Regions from separate parts of the Triticum aestivum genome. Here region 2 is linked to region 1. A link is a contact called in public Hi-C data. All regions are on one chromosome and are shown on one strand. The core of a region is the stretch at or near the end of the contact, and the rest is flanking DNA. Distances in the headings are between cores, read along the strand shown. Region 1 holds the start of LOC123082362 (chaperone protein ClpB1). Region 2 overlaps LOC123083935.

Evidence for each region. A called contact is a pair of places that touch in the nucleus more often than the background predicts.
Region 2: a Hi-C map of leaf shows a contact between it and region 1, with 3 times the contacts expected there. The contact joins the enhancer-like site here to the promoter of LOC123082362 in region 1. A contact is called at or near these places in 3 of 5 Hi-C or Micro-C datasets (leaf and an unstated tissue) and 1 of 1 datasets of contacts at active chromatin or transcription factors (leaf).

What each region holds. Positions count from the first base shown.
Region 1 is chr4A:578,451,971-578,457,389 of IWGSC CS RefSeq v2.1, reverse strand. It overlaps LOC123082362 (chaperone protein ClpB1), which reads left to right and starts at 3,521. Exons shown (of 7, transcript XM_044504706.1): 1 at 3,521-3,912; 2 at 4,272-5,115. The coding sequence starts at 4,275.
Region 2 is chr4A:578,771,512-578,777,672 of IWGSC CS RefSeq v2.1, reverse strand. LOC123083935 reads left to right here. Exons shown (of 12, transcript XM_044505794.1): 12 at 85-379. The coding sequence ends at 143. It also overlaps the pseudogene LOC123087104. Among protein-coding and RNA genes, the nearest start is that of LOC123087105, 3.7 kb to the right of the region's middle. Within about 2 kb of position 1,767, at least 2 of the 8 cell types and tissues checked have an H3K27ac peak or open chromatin away from gene starts, as enhancers often do.

The sequences.
Region 1 (5,419 bases), core at 2,272-4,771:
AAAAAAAGTTTCTTACTTGGGGTGGATGCTCGGTAGCGCTAACCAGTCAATGGCCACCGGCTAGACGCGCTCTTCTATCCGGTTCTTATAATTCTAGAATTTACAAAGCCACGAAAAATTTGGGTGTCCTTCTATTCGGTTCTTACAATTCTAGAATTTACAAAGCCATGAAAAATTTGCGTGTCCTTCTATTCGGTTCTTGAAATTCTAGAATTTACAAAGCCACGAAAGATTTGCGTGTCAGAGGTCTCGCGGTACCGTTTGCGGGACGGGTTTTATGGTATGTTCCGTGCCGGATGCCTTGAGGTACCGCAAAACTTTCCTTTTTACAGGCAGTTATAAATGATTTTCACGAGATGCTCTGAACAACGATAGTCAAGTCACGTACGCGGGAGTACGGATGAGCACACGCCGGGGAGCAGACAAGTCTTGTCCACGATAGAGCACACAGAGTAGCGCAGCACGCTGCGGCTGCGCATGGCACACCTGCGAGGCTGGGCTCACCGTGCGGCTGTCGTGCGGGCGGCGGACTCGGCTGCAGTCACGCGCAGATCTTCTTCCTCTGCTCGTGCGGAAAGGCTAGAAAATTCGTGGCGGGCGCCGTGGCCGAGCCGGGTCGCGCGACCGTCCGTCCGAGCCGCGCGGCGCCTTGCAGGGCTGTTGGCTTCTCTCGTCCCAGCCGGTCGTCGTCGGCCGAGCATCCCGCCGCCGCGCACGGGGCCAAACAAAACTATTCTGAGATGCTACCGGCTATCGGCCAACTGCCTGCTGGTGGCGGCCGGGACTTGTTCCCGTGTCAGTGGCTAAAAAACAATACTTACATACGTAGTCCATTGTCCGGGTCAAGCTCACCACTGGAACTCCTACTGCTTGCTTAATGATGAAGCGCCAATGTTGTCTCTCTCTTTTTTTGACCTGGCTCATACCAAACTTAGAAGTTGCCTGAGATTTTGCACTCGAGAAAGTTTCTAAATGTATGACGTTTTGTCAGTTTAATTAATATTTAGGAACAGAGGTTATGCTGTACTATATTGCCACTGCATCAGCATTGCGCCGGAACCGATCCGTGGCGACGTGCAAGCCAGATAGTGATTCCATAGCTTACACGCGGTTAAATGGGCCATCAAGCATGTAAAAGTAGCAGCTTGAGCAGCCTGAAAGTTGATTTGTGGTGAGATATAGCCGGCTGAAGTTGACAGAAGCAGCATCCCGCTGGATCAGCGTTGACAGGAGCAACATCTCTCTTCATGTCAGCATACTCCGGAGTTGTGGCGTTGCGACGTCCAGGTCCAGCTCCGACGAGGCAGCGACCGCAGACCGCGGAAGATTGGGGCGGCCACCGGTCGCCATGCCTGGCCAATTTGGGCGGGCCGACCCATCCACGAGCGCCGCCTGCCAAGCGCGACTTGGGTTGGCTGGCGCCCCTTCACGCGCTGACTTGGCTGGTACGGTACGGGCCACGGAGCCTGCCGCGGGTCAATGCCGGTCCCGGATGGACGGGCGGTTACGGCCGTGCGCCTGTGCCCAAATTTTTGTGTTTTGACTCTTTTTTGAAACCTATTCAAAATTTGATCATAGTTTAATATTTTTTAAAAAATCTGACTATTTTGCTACCGCCAGAGTCCATGGCGGTAGGGTCTAACAGCTTATCGACAGGGACTTTGGCGGTAGGAAACATCGCTACCGCCAATCGGGCTAGCAGTAGGCTGTTATACCTTACCATCATGTTCCCTGACGATAGCAAAAGGGTCAGACCTCGATTTTTTTTCAAACTAGCGTCAAATCTCGAATACGTTTTAGAAAAGGATCAAAATACGAAATTTAGCCCCCGGCGACACCAGTACGTTGGAGTACGTACGTACTCCGCCGTCGGACCGCAACCGCGAGCATCCTAAGCTAGGACTAGGAGTACGAGCAATCACCATCACCATGCATGTACTATCACGTATGGACGGGACAAGAGTGCTGCGGCCTCGTGCGTGGTACACTTTGTCTGGTATTCACGGCTCCGGCATGGGCGTGGGTCGTGCTACATCACTACTTCACTGCACCATAGTTCTTGTTTTGCCTACCGGCGAAGGGTGCATACCGATGGAAGACGATCGGTTGGACTAAATGTGCGCATGTGTTTTACAAGAAATGACCGTGCGTGTGTATTGTATAAGCTCTGCATTTGTACTACATTTCTTATTTAAAGAAAACAGTCAGAGCAACTTCAACGGGTTGACCCAAACGGACGGTGCTTTTGTCCGTTTGGATTGGCCAGACGGACACGGATGTCCGTTTTCGCGTTTAGGCGCACGTACGCCCAACGCTGGCCTGACCCATTTTGATGGAGTTAGAAAAAAAAACGCATGCATATTAAAAAAGAAAAACAACATTAATTAAATATAAAGCCGGCCACAAAGGCCAGTGAGAGTCCACGCGTCCACATTTGTATTTAAAAAAATAAAAACAACCTAAACTAGGAGGTAGTGCGCTGCTTTAGGCGTCGTTGTCGTCGTCCTCAGGGTCCGTGAGGTCGATGAGCGTCGGCGCTGGCCCGGTCCAGGAGAACGCTGTGTTTCAGAGCGCGGCCATGTCGGGCGCAGGCAGTGCTGACATGGGAAGTGCCGGCGTGGGGGGCTGTGCGGCCGCCTGTGCAGCGGCGGCCTGGCGCGCCTTCTCCTCGGCCTCGCGCTCCTCTTCCTCGGCCTCGCGCTGCTCCTCCTCCGCGGCCCGGCATAGACATGATTGCTTCGACATATGTTGGCAAAAACACCTCAGGAATTCTTTGGTGGTCCCACTCGGCATTACCTGTGATCAACCCAGAAACTAACAATGGAGATTAGTGACCAAACTTACAATTGGAAGCATGTTAAAATCTCGTGGGAGCCAGTTATGGCTCCATATTTAAGTGGCCTCACCATCTCCTATGCGCCTAATTAGGCCCTGGGTCATTGTGTCTCACCCTTCCACTATAACTCGCCAAATCTGTGATGGTGCACTGCCAAGTTCGACCTTCAGAAAGTCACACAACGAGAAGTATTTTGCCTTCAAAATTCTTGTGCTCAGTGAGTTTTGATCAGTAAGGATCCGCCACGCCTGTCTGCTAAGAGTGCAAGATTAAATAGCTCAACATCTCAGAATCCAAGTCCGCCACAAAACTTTGGTCTAGCCATCACACTCCACGAGACCCAACTACGTTTCCTCTAACCTTCTTTGCATTCCCATCAAAATTTACGAATCATGCTCACAAAGACCCCAGGGTAGCTTAAAACATGAAATGAAATATACTGGCACTGCCTGGGCTATGGATTTAATGAAGACATCTCTCCCTCCCACTGACATTTTTTTGATACATAGTCAACATTTTTTTTATATACACATTTGAAGGCGCCTGACGCAAGAGCACGCTAGATATCGCTATAAGCGACACATAGGGCTGGCCCTGCGTAACCGGCCTTTACCAGCCTTACGGTCCAGTTAGAAGGGTAGCCCACGAAAGTGCGTGCTTTTACCCTTGGACATGTGCGTGCGTGTTGGTTATCGAAAAAAAAGGGAAGTGCGTGCGAGAGCAGACGGGACGGGGACTCGAGCGGCGCCGCCACCGGCGCGCACCTGACCAGGTCGAGCCGACGAGGGCTCCTGGGCGTGAGCGGTGAGCAGCGGAGCACCCACCGGTGGATTGGAACTGGGGCAGCGCCGGTGCGCACCTACCCAGATCGAGGCGACGAGGGTTTCTGGCGTTGAGCGGCGGAGCACCCGTCGGGGGATTGGGGACTCGAACGGCGCCTGCGCGCACCTAACCAAGCCGAGTCGACGAGGGGTCCTGGGCATTGGGCCGAGCAGCGGCGGACTGGACATCGCTGCGAGCGGCGGCGATCATCGGAGCAGCTACGCTCAGGAGTCCTCTGTTTTCTGAAAAAAAAGGTTTAACTTTCTGTCCCTCATTTTTGCGAAATCCTAATTGATGATAACCCCCCAGTTCATGTCACTTTGATCATAACCCCCCCTTTGTGTCACTGACATGTGGGGTCTGGTCCCACATGTCAGTGACACAAAGGGGGGGTTATGATCAAAGTGACATGAACTGGGGGGGGGGGGGGGGGGGTTATCATCAAATCCCCCGCTACCTTGATATCGTCTAGCACTGCTAGGTTAAATCAGTTTCAGAACTCCACACCGCATGCAAAAACAAAGTTTAATCCCTGTAAGACAAGTAGTACTTGTGGTCTTTCATGTAGACAAGATGTAATGTATGGAGCAATCCGGTGTTTTGCTTTGTTCAGGTTATGGATTTCGACAGGGCCATGGCAAGCATGGCAAGGAGTGCAGCCTTCGATCGGTCGGGAGCCTCTGTGCCGCGCTCGGGCGGAAACCTGTCTAGCGACACCAAAGCCGTCCTCTGCCTTGGGGCAGCCGCTGCTGTGGGCTCGGCAGCGTGGAGGTACTACCAACGCCGTGCGTGCCTGCTGAAGTTCGGCCGGGACATGACGGCATCGGCTGGAAAAACCGATCCGGTGATCGGCCGCGACGACGAGATTGACCGTGTCGTCTCCATCCTCTGCCGCCGGACCAAGAACTGCGTCGCGCTCGTCGGCGCTGCAGGGGTAGGCAAGACGGCCGTCGCCGAGGCCCTCGCCCAACGCATTGCCGCCAGGATGGTCCCCGACGTTCTTGCCGGCGCGCGCGTCATTGAGCTCGACGTCGGAGCATTGGTGGCTGGGACCAAGTGGCGTGGCTCCTTCGAGAGACGCATGAAGGATGTGATAAAGCAGGTGGAGGCCGCGGACGGCAAGGTGATTCTGTTCATCGACGAGATGCACATGCTTCTTGGTGCCGGGCGCTCCAGGAAGAGTGCCAACGATGCTGCCAACATGCTGAAGCCAGCATTGGCCCGTGGCCGTATCCGCTGCGTGGGTGCCACAACTTTCGATGAGTACCGTAAGTACATCGAGAAGGATGCCGCACTGGAGCGGCGGTTCCAAAAGGTGCAGGTCGAGGAGCCGAGCATGGACACAACCATTGAGATTCTGCAGGCGCTAAAGAAGCGGCACGAACGGCACCATGGCTTGGAAATCCAGGATGCAGCTCTTGTTGCTGCTGCACAGCTTGCTGGCCGCTATATCACCGGTGAGGAACCCATCAGTTTTACTCATTTTGATTGATGTGCACCCACCTAGTCACTTAGGAAGTATAATTAAAAAGAATGGAAGGGAAGAAGATGGAGTATATATGATCTTAATTTGTTACATTCAGATGTTCATCTTTGTTGAGGCTTACTTGCCAATTTAGGCTATTTACATGAAGTTGTGCTGTACAATTCAAGGGAGAGGATAATCACATTGGAGCACCCTTGTTGCATTGGGTACATCAATGCATCCATTAGCGGCAAGAATGTATATGCTGGAGAAAATTGATGGATGTTATTTCTATC
Region 2 (6,161 bases), core at 518-3,017, 320 kb before region 1:
TCTAGAAGCCAGTGCAGTTTTCATTTTCGAATTTTTCATGCATATGACGACCGATTCTAAACCGACTCTAATTTTTCTCTGCAGGCAACGATGATCAGAGAGTGGAGCAGAAAGGGCTAGCAGCTAGATGTGTCGTTATGTAAGATACGCGCATTGCAATGTACAGTGTTACACTGAGTAGCATCAGAATGCAGAAGCCGAGGAAACCCAGGAGGAAATCATGTAATTTGACAGTCGCTAGTCGCTACTTTCGATCGAAACTGCTCTATTGCCAGAATAAAATGCCAATGACTTCGTTAATCAGTCTGCACAGTGGTGTAACCGTTTATCCCTCATTTAGCAATATCAAGAGCCATGTGCCTGCTGTTTCTTTCTGTTAGTTCTTGGGAACTTCTTTCTGCATCAGTTCCATGGGTTTCATCATGGGAAAACACTGGTTTTTACGCACAGAACTGCAAACCAGACGTCGCCTAGTGAACAGTACTTCCTCCGTAAAGAAATATAAGAGTATTTAGATCACTAGTGAGTATTTGTGACTTTTCATAGGATTTCCTTATGCTTTCTTTGTTTGATTTGACTCTAATGGTAGCTACCAAGGGTATGCTTGGTTGGTAGCCAACTCCAAAAGTTGCCAAAAATAAACAAGTTTTATGTTTGCAAAATAAGTTGGTAGGCTTGCCAACATATTGGCATACCAATTTTTGGCTACTGACCAAACATTTCCCAAAAGTGCACAAGAGAAACAAGCAAGACCATATCAACAACAAAATGACAAAGCAACTGGTGGATAGGGTAACAAGAATGTCAATTCTCACCTAAAGTTAAATGTAGAGGGAGGGAGGGAGGGATAATTATTAGGAAAATATTCAATTGGAATGAACTAACAGTGCTGGGTCCCAATTAAACTCTAACCTATCACAACAATTTATAATAAACCAGAACTTCCCAAAACATCGACCCTGAGCCCAGTTTTTCCAGGAAAATATATGCAAATACAAAACCATGCATGTAGTAAACATATAAAAAATAAAATGCCACGGTCTATCTAGCACTAGGACTATTTATATCATGTGAAAAAAAGAGAAATGCATTTACCATTTTTTCCTATTTAGTATGGAACACAAATGATCTCGTATTGTCTGATGCTATTTTGATCATAATCCTACAATAATCCTCAGACCCATGAATTGTTTCACTTTATTTTATGCTTTTGGAGGGGAGTTCCTAGGGTGGTTTTGGGCATTTGAAGTTTTAGCGGAAGAAATTAAAATTCATAAAATTCCACAAAAAAAGAACCGGCAAGAATTCATGAGAATAAAACAAAATAATTTTGTAATGTATATCATAAAAATGAAATTATCACTTTCTTTTTCACAAAATAATCTATGGATTTTTGAAGGTTATCATCCGCAATCCATAGCATTTCCTTCTACCCTTCGCTTTGTTCGCATCCTTTTTTTTAATAGCCCTAACTAAAGAGGAAGAAAAACACCATCCATAACCGGTTCAAGTTAAACGTATTCGGAAAGTCTGAGTTTAAGTAGGGGAAGATACGGGGAGGCTTCATCTATGTTCCTTGACAACTTGTGATCTTCTTAAATACAGTATTCTTTCTAAGGGAGTCCTTAAATGCAGTAAAAAAATTACTGCATTAAATACAGTAAATAAATAAATAAAAAGACTGGGGTGGCCTTAACGAGCAATGGGCCAGTTCAGTGAAGGCCCAGCTGAAACACCAGCTGCTACAACAAGTGGAGTGGATTCGTGTCGTCGCCCCAGTCCTCTTGTCTGGCTGTGACCTGGTCGGGGCGCCGCCTCCTCTCCGCCTACTCCGCCACCTCCGCCCCGCTCCACCCCGCCGCTCCGAGGGCCATCGACGAGGCGAGGAGGCGATCGGCGCCCGCATTCCGCGCCGGAGACCCCCGGCGGCGCCATCGGACCCGGAGCCCGCGCCCTCCTGTCCAGGCACCGCCGCCTCCTCCCCCTCCCCGTCCACGCTCGCGGCCGTCTCCAGCCACGCCGGCCGCCGTCGCATCATCGCACGTGAGCAGCCTCTCTCCCCGGCTTCCTCCCATCTCTCTCTCTCGTGGCCGTCTGGTGGGCTAGGGTTTCGCTGCGGAACGGGGAGGCCGCGGATTTCGCGGGACGTGTGCCCGTCCGTCCGTCCGTACGTCGGCCGCCCTAAAATTGAATGCTTTTCCTGGTTCGCAGGGACTCAGGGAGGGAGCTGTATAGGACTTGGCCGGGTGATTTCGCTCTCCAGGCAGTTCAGGAACAATGGCGGTGGTAAAGCCCTCCTCTCCTCCCCTCGATTCTGTAGATGTTCTGCATGAAACGATTCTTTGTCGTCACAGCCGAGAAGAGACAGAGTACACTGGAAATGTAGTTGGTTTCCTTTTCATCATGTAGTTAGATGTGCTGCCATCTTGCTGTAGGCAATGCAATTTCCCCTGCAATCTGGAGACTTTGGTTTCTGTAATGTCTTTTAGGAGTTGCAAAATGTGATCTTGGACAAGGGAAGCAAATTCATTCTTAAATGCGGCTACATGCCGAGGTTTCCATGTCTAGTGATGGTTAGCACCTTAGCAGTCTTTACTTTGAAACCGCTCTTGACGGTGGATGCTATGGTTGCGATTGCATGCGATAAACTGTGCACGCGATTTTGACATCTGTGGGACGTCGTAAATGGTCTGTTGGATCGAAAAAGGTCGCAGTTTGTCTTTCGATTTAAACACGTTCTAGAACTTATACTAACGAATGTGTCTGTGCTAATTTCTTGTTTAAGGCTTCACTTGCGATGTCGCATGCCCTCGCGTTATTTCTCTTCTCCATTGCTGGTGGTTTGCTTTCGCTGTTGTTCTGTGCGTTTGAGTTGTGGTGTCACTCATGTTACAGATAGTGGACTTGGTTAGCGATAATGATGAATTCGAATTGGATGAGAACAATGATGGTCACGTTGGGGTCTCGTCTTATCCAGCCCCGAGAAACACTGATGCTCCTGGCCCGTCCACGCTGGTGAGGCAGGTAAGTGATAGAAGTGGGTGTCTTTAATTAAGCACAAGTGCACAAGAGCTAGTCATTGCTCGCATAAGGTTATTGTTTTGGTATGATTTTGATCATAGTCTGATGTTTGTTTCTGATCTAAAGGACGCTGATGGGATGGCCAATGGGGCAGCTCCTTCTGCCTCGTTAATTGGGATGTATGTAGAAATGGGTTTCCCGAAAGAGATGGTACTGAAGGCCGCCAAAGAGATTGGTAATACAAGTAGTAGTAGTCAGTTCCATTTGATCATTTCATTCGTGTTGTTGATGTTTTGCACCTTCAGTTTTTAACCTTTTGTTTTGCTTTCAGGGGAGAGGGACGAAAGTGCATTGCTGTCACTACTTCTTGCATATACGGTATTTGTTGATGTGCTCCCATATCTGAGTTGACCTCTTGCTTCATGGCGGGAAGGACGGTATGTTAAGATTGGTTGTGTGAAATGCAGGAAAATGACGACTCAGTGGGTAGCTGCTCTACTTCTCGCCGCATCCCCCAGCGCGTTGAAGATGAAGAAGAAGAAGAAGAAGAAGAAGATGATGCTTTTGATTTTGAAGACTGGGATGATGCTGTTGATGCTGGCCAAAGGGAACCTTACTCTGATGGTTCTGGTGACGAGGTAGATACTTACTTATCTTCAGCTTGGTAACCGGAAATTCTTTGATTATGTGGATTGTGATATATAATTATATATACATGTGAAACATTGTTGATCTGTTTATTAGCTGGTATGATCTAACGTATGAGACCATGAGTTGTTTCCATCGAGTAATTTTACCTGTTGAAATGTGTCTAGAGGGATGGAAAATTACTAGCTACATAAGCATTACCCACTTTCATGATTTATGTGTTATCTAGATATGTTTTCACTTATTTATGACGCTGCAAACACATTTATGGCTGGTCTAGGTAGCTGTGTCAAGTAAGCAGATGAAGTACTGGACTGAGTTCATGCACACAAGAATAACTCTTGTATTATACATCTGAAACGGCATTGCAGGACATCAAATCGAGCTCTTAAATATTAATCTTTTGAACCCCCCCTCCTTTCTTCAGGTCTTGTGCATCATGTTGTACAATTACATTCACTACTAGTATGTAGTTACTAGTTACTTAGTTGGCATCAAAATGGGCGGTGAGATGTAGAAAGTGCTTTCTAATCTCTGTTTTGCTGTGCTTTTGTGCAGGGTTTCCTAGAAGAAATGTCACAGTGGGACAAGCAGATCAAGTCCTTAGTGGACATGGGATTTCCTGAAGATGAAGCAAACATGGCTCTTAGAAGATGTGGTATGGCTCTCTTCTTGTAGTTGTTGGCTTGGTGATTAGGCTTTGTTGATCATACTTTAATGGGATCGTACCTTATGCTTTATATTTGGTTCAAACTTGGCCAGGTCTGGATACCCCTATGCATGTATTGGTTGACTCCATCTATGCATCACAGGCTGACCATGAGGTACATTGCAGTTTCCTATACATGTGAATAATAATGGCTTCATTCTTAATTTCGATGGATTGACACTGGAATTTGTTTGCAGGTTATGGATGAGAATCGCTTCAGTTCCTGCGTGGGGAGAAAGAAAGCAAGATCCACAAAAGATAGCAAGAAGAGGAAAAGATACGGAGGTGGAGCACATGGAAGTCAATCCCCATGGGATGGTGGTCATGAAGAGTCAATTTCTCTGCCAAAGCCAATGGTGGGATTTGGCCTACCTGGTGACCGACCACGGTCAGTGGGCAGATGGCTTCCTGCACATAGTATGAGAGCACCTTTCTTCTACTATGAGAATGTGGCACTTGCTACTAAAGGTGCCTGGGCAGAAATTTCAAGATGCCTATATGGTATTGAGCCAGAGTTCGTAGACTCGAAATACTTCTGCGCAGCGTTAAGGAAACGGGGTTACACCATAACCTCCCAACTGAGGGAAGGTCAGTTTTGCGTCCCATCCCTCCGAAGACCATTTTCGAGGCCTTCCCCCAGTACGAGACGTGGTGGCCCTCGTGGGACCAAAGAAGGCAGCTCAATTGCCTACAAACATGTACGGCAAGCGCAACGCTGACTGAACGGATCCACCGTGCTCTTGCAAACTCGAGCGATCCACCAACTCAAGCTGTTCAGAAATATGTGCTGGAAGAATGCAGGAAGTGGAATTTGGTATGGATTGGCAGAAACAAAGTTGCTGCATTTCTCTGGAAATGGAGTTTCTGGTTGGTTATCCAAGGGACCATACCAGGGGAACTAGCAAGAAAAAGAGAGAGAAATGCCTTGGAAATTCATTCCAAGTCGATACTGTTGCTTTTCATCTGTCAGTGCTGAAGGATAGGTTTCCATGTGGTATGAACGTGCTGTCCCTGTTCAGTGGTATCGGAGGAGCAGAGGTTGCCCTTCACAAGCTTGGCATACGGATGAAGACCGTGGTTTCTGTGGAAATCTGCGACGCGAGTAGGAGCATCTTGAGAACTTGGTGGGATCAGACCCAGGAAGGCACACTGATAGAGTTCCGTGATGTGCAGTCTCTCACACATGAAAAAATTGCATCACTTATCAGACAACTTGGTGGCTTTGACTTGGTGATCGGGGGAAGCCCATGTAACAACCTTGCTGGCAGCAACCGGCACCACCGTGTTGGCTTGGAGGGTGACCAGTCCGTGTTGTTTCGTGACTATGTCAGAATCTTGAACTCTGTAAAGTCGATTATGGCAAATGTAGGATGATGATTGCATTCCGTGTTCTTCTAGTCCTTATCCTTAGAAACCCTACTTCATTTAGGTTTGGAACATCAAGTAACTGTGGTGAAAGTTTATTTTGTAGACAGACCAGATAAATTTGGAGCTCTGTGTTTGAAGCTTATAACTATTTTCTTACCTGCCGGCCTTCATTTGGGAGAAGTTCATTTTTTGCTGACAGAGAAGAAACTTGTTTTGATGTTTGTGAATACTGAATTTATTGCTTTCTGATTCGTTGTATTTTCATTCTACACTTGTGGGTGGTTATGGTAGGGTTGGCAATGTTGCTCTGCTCCTTTGCAGAACCTGGGAGAGCAGGGGGAAGGGCTGGCAATCTGCTGCAAAGTCAAAGTGCGCATTGAAAGGTACATCTCAGAGCTTTAGGGCAAGGACTCAT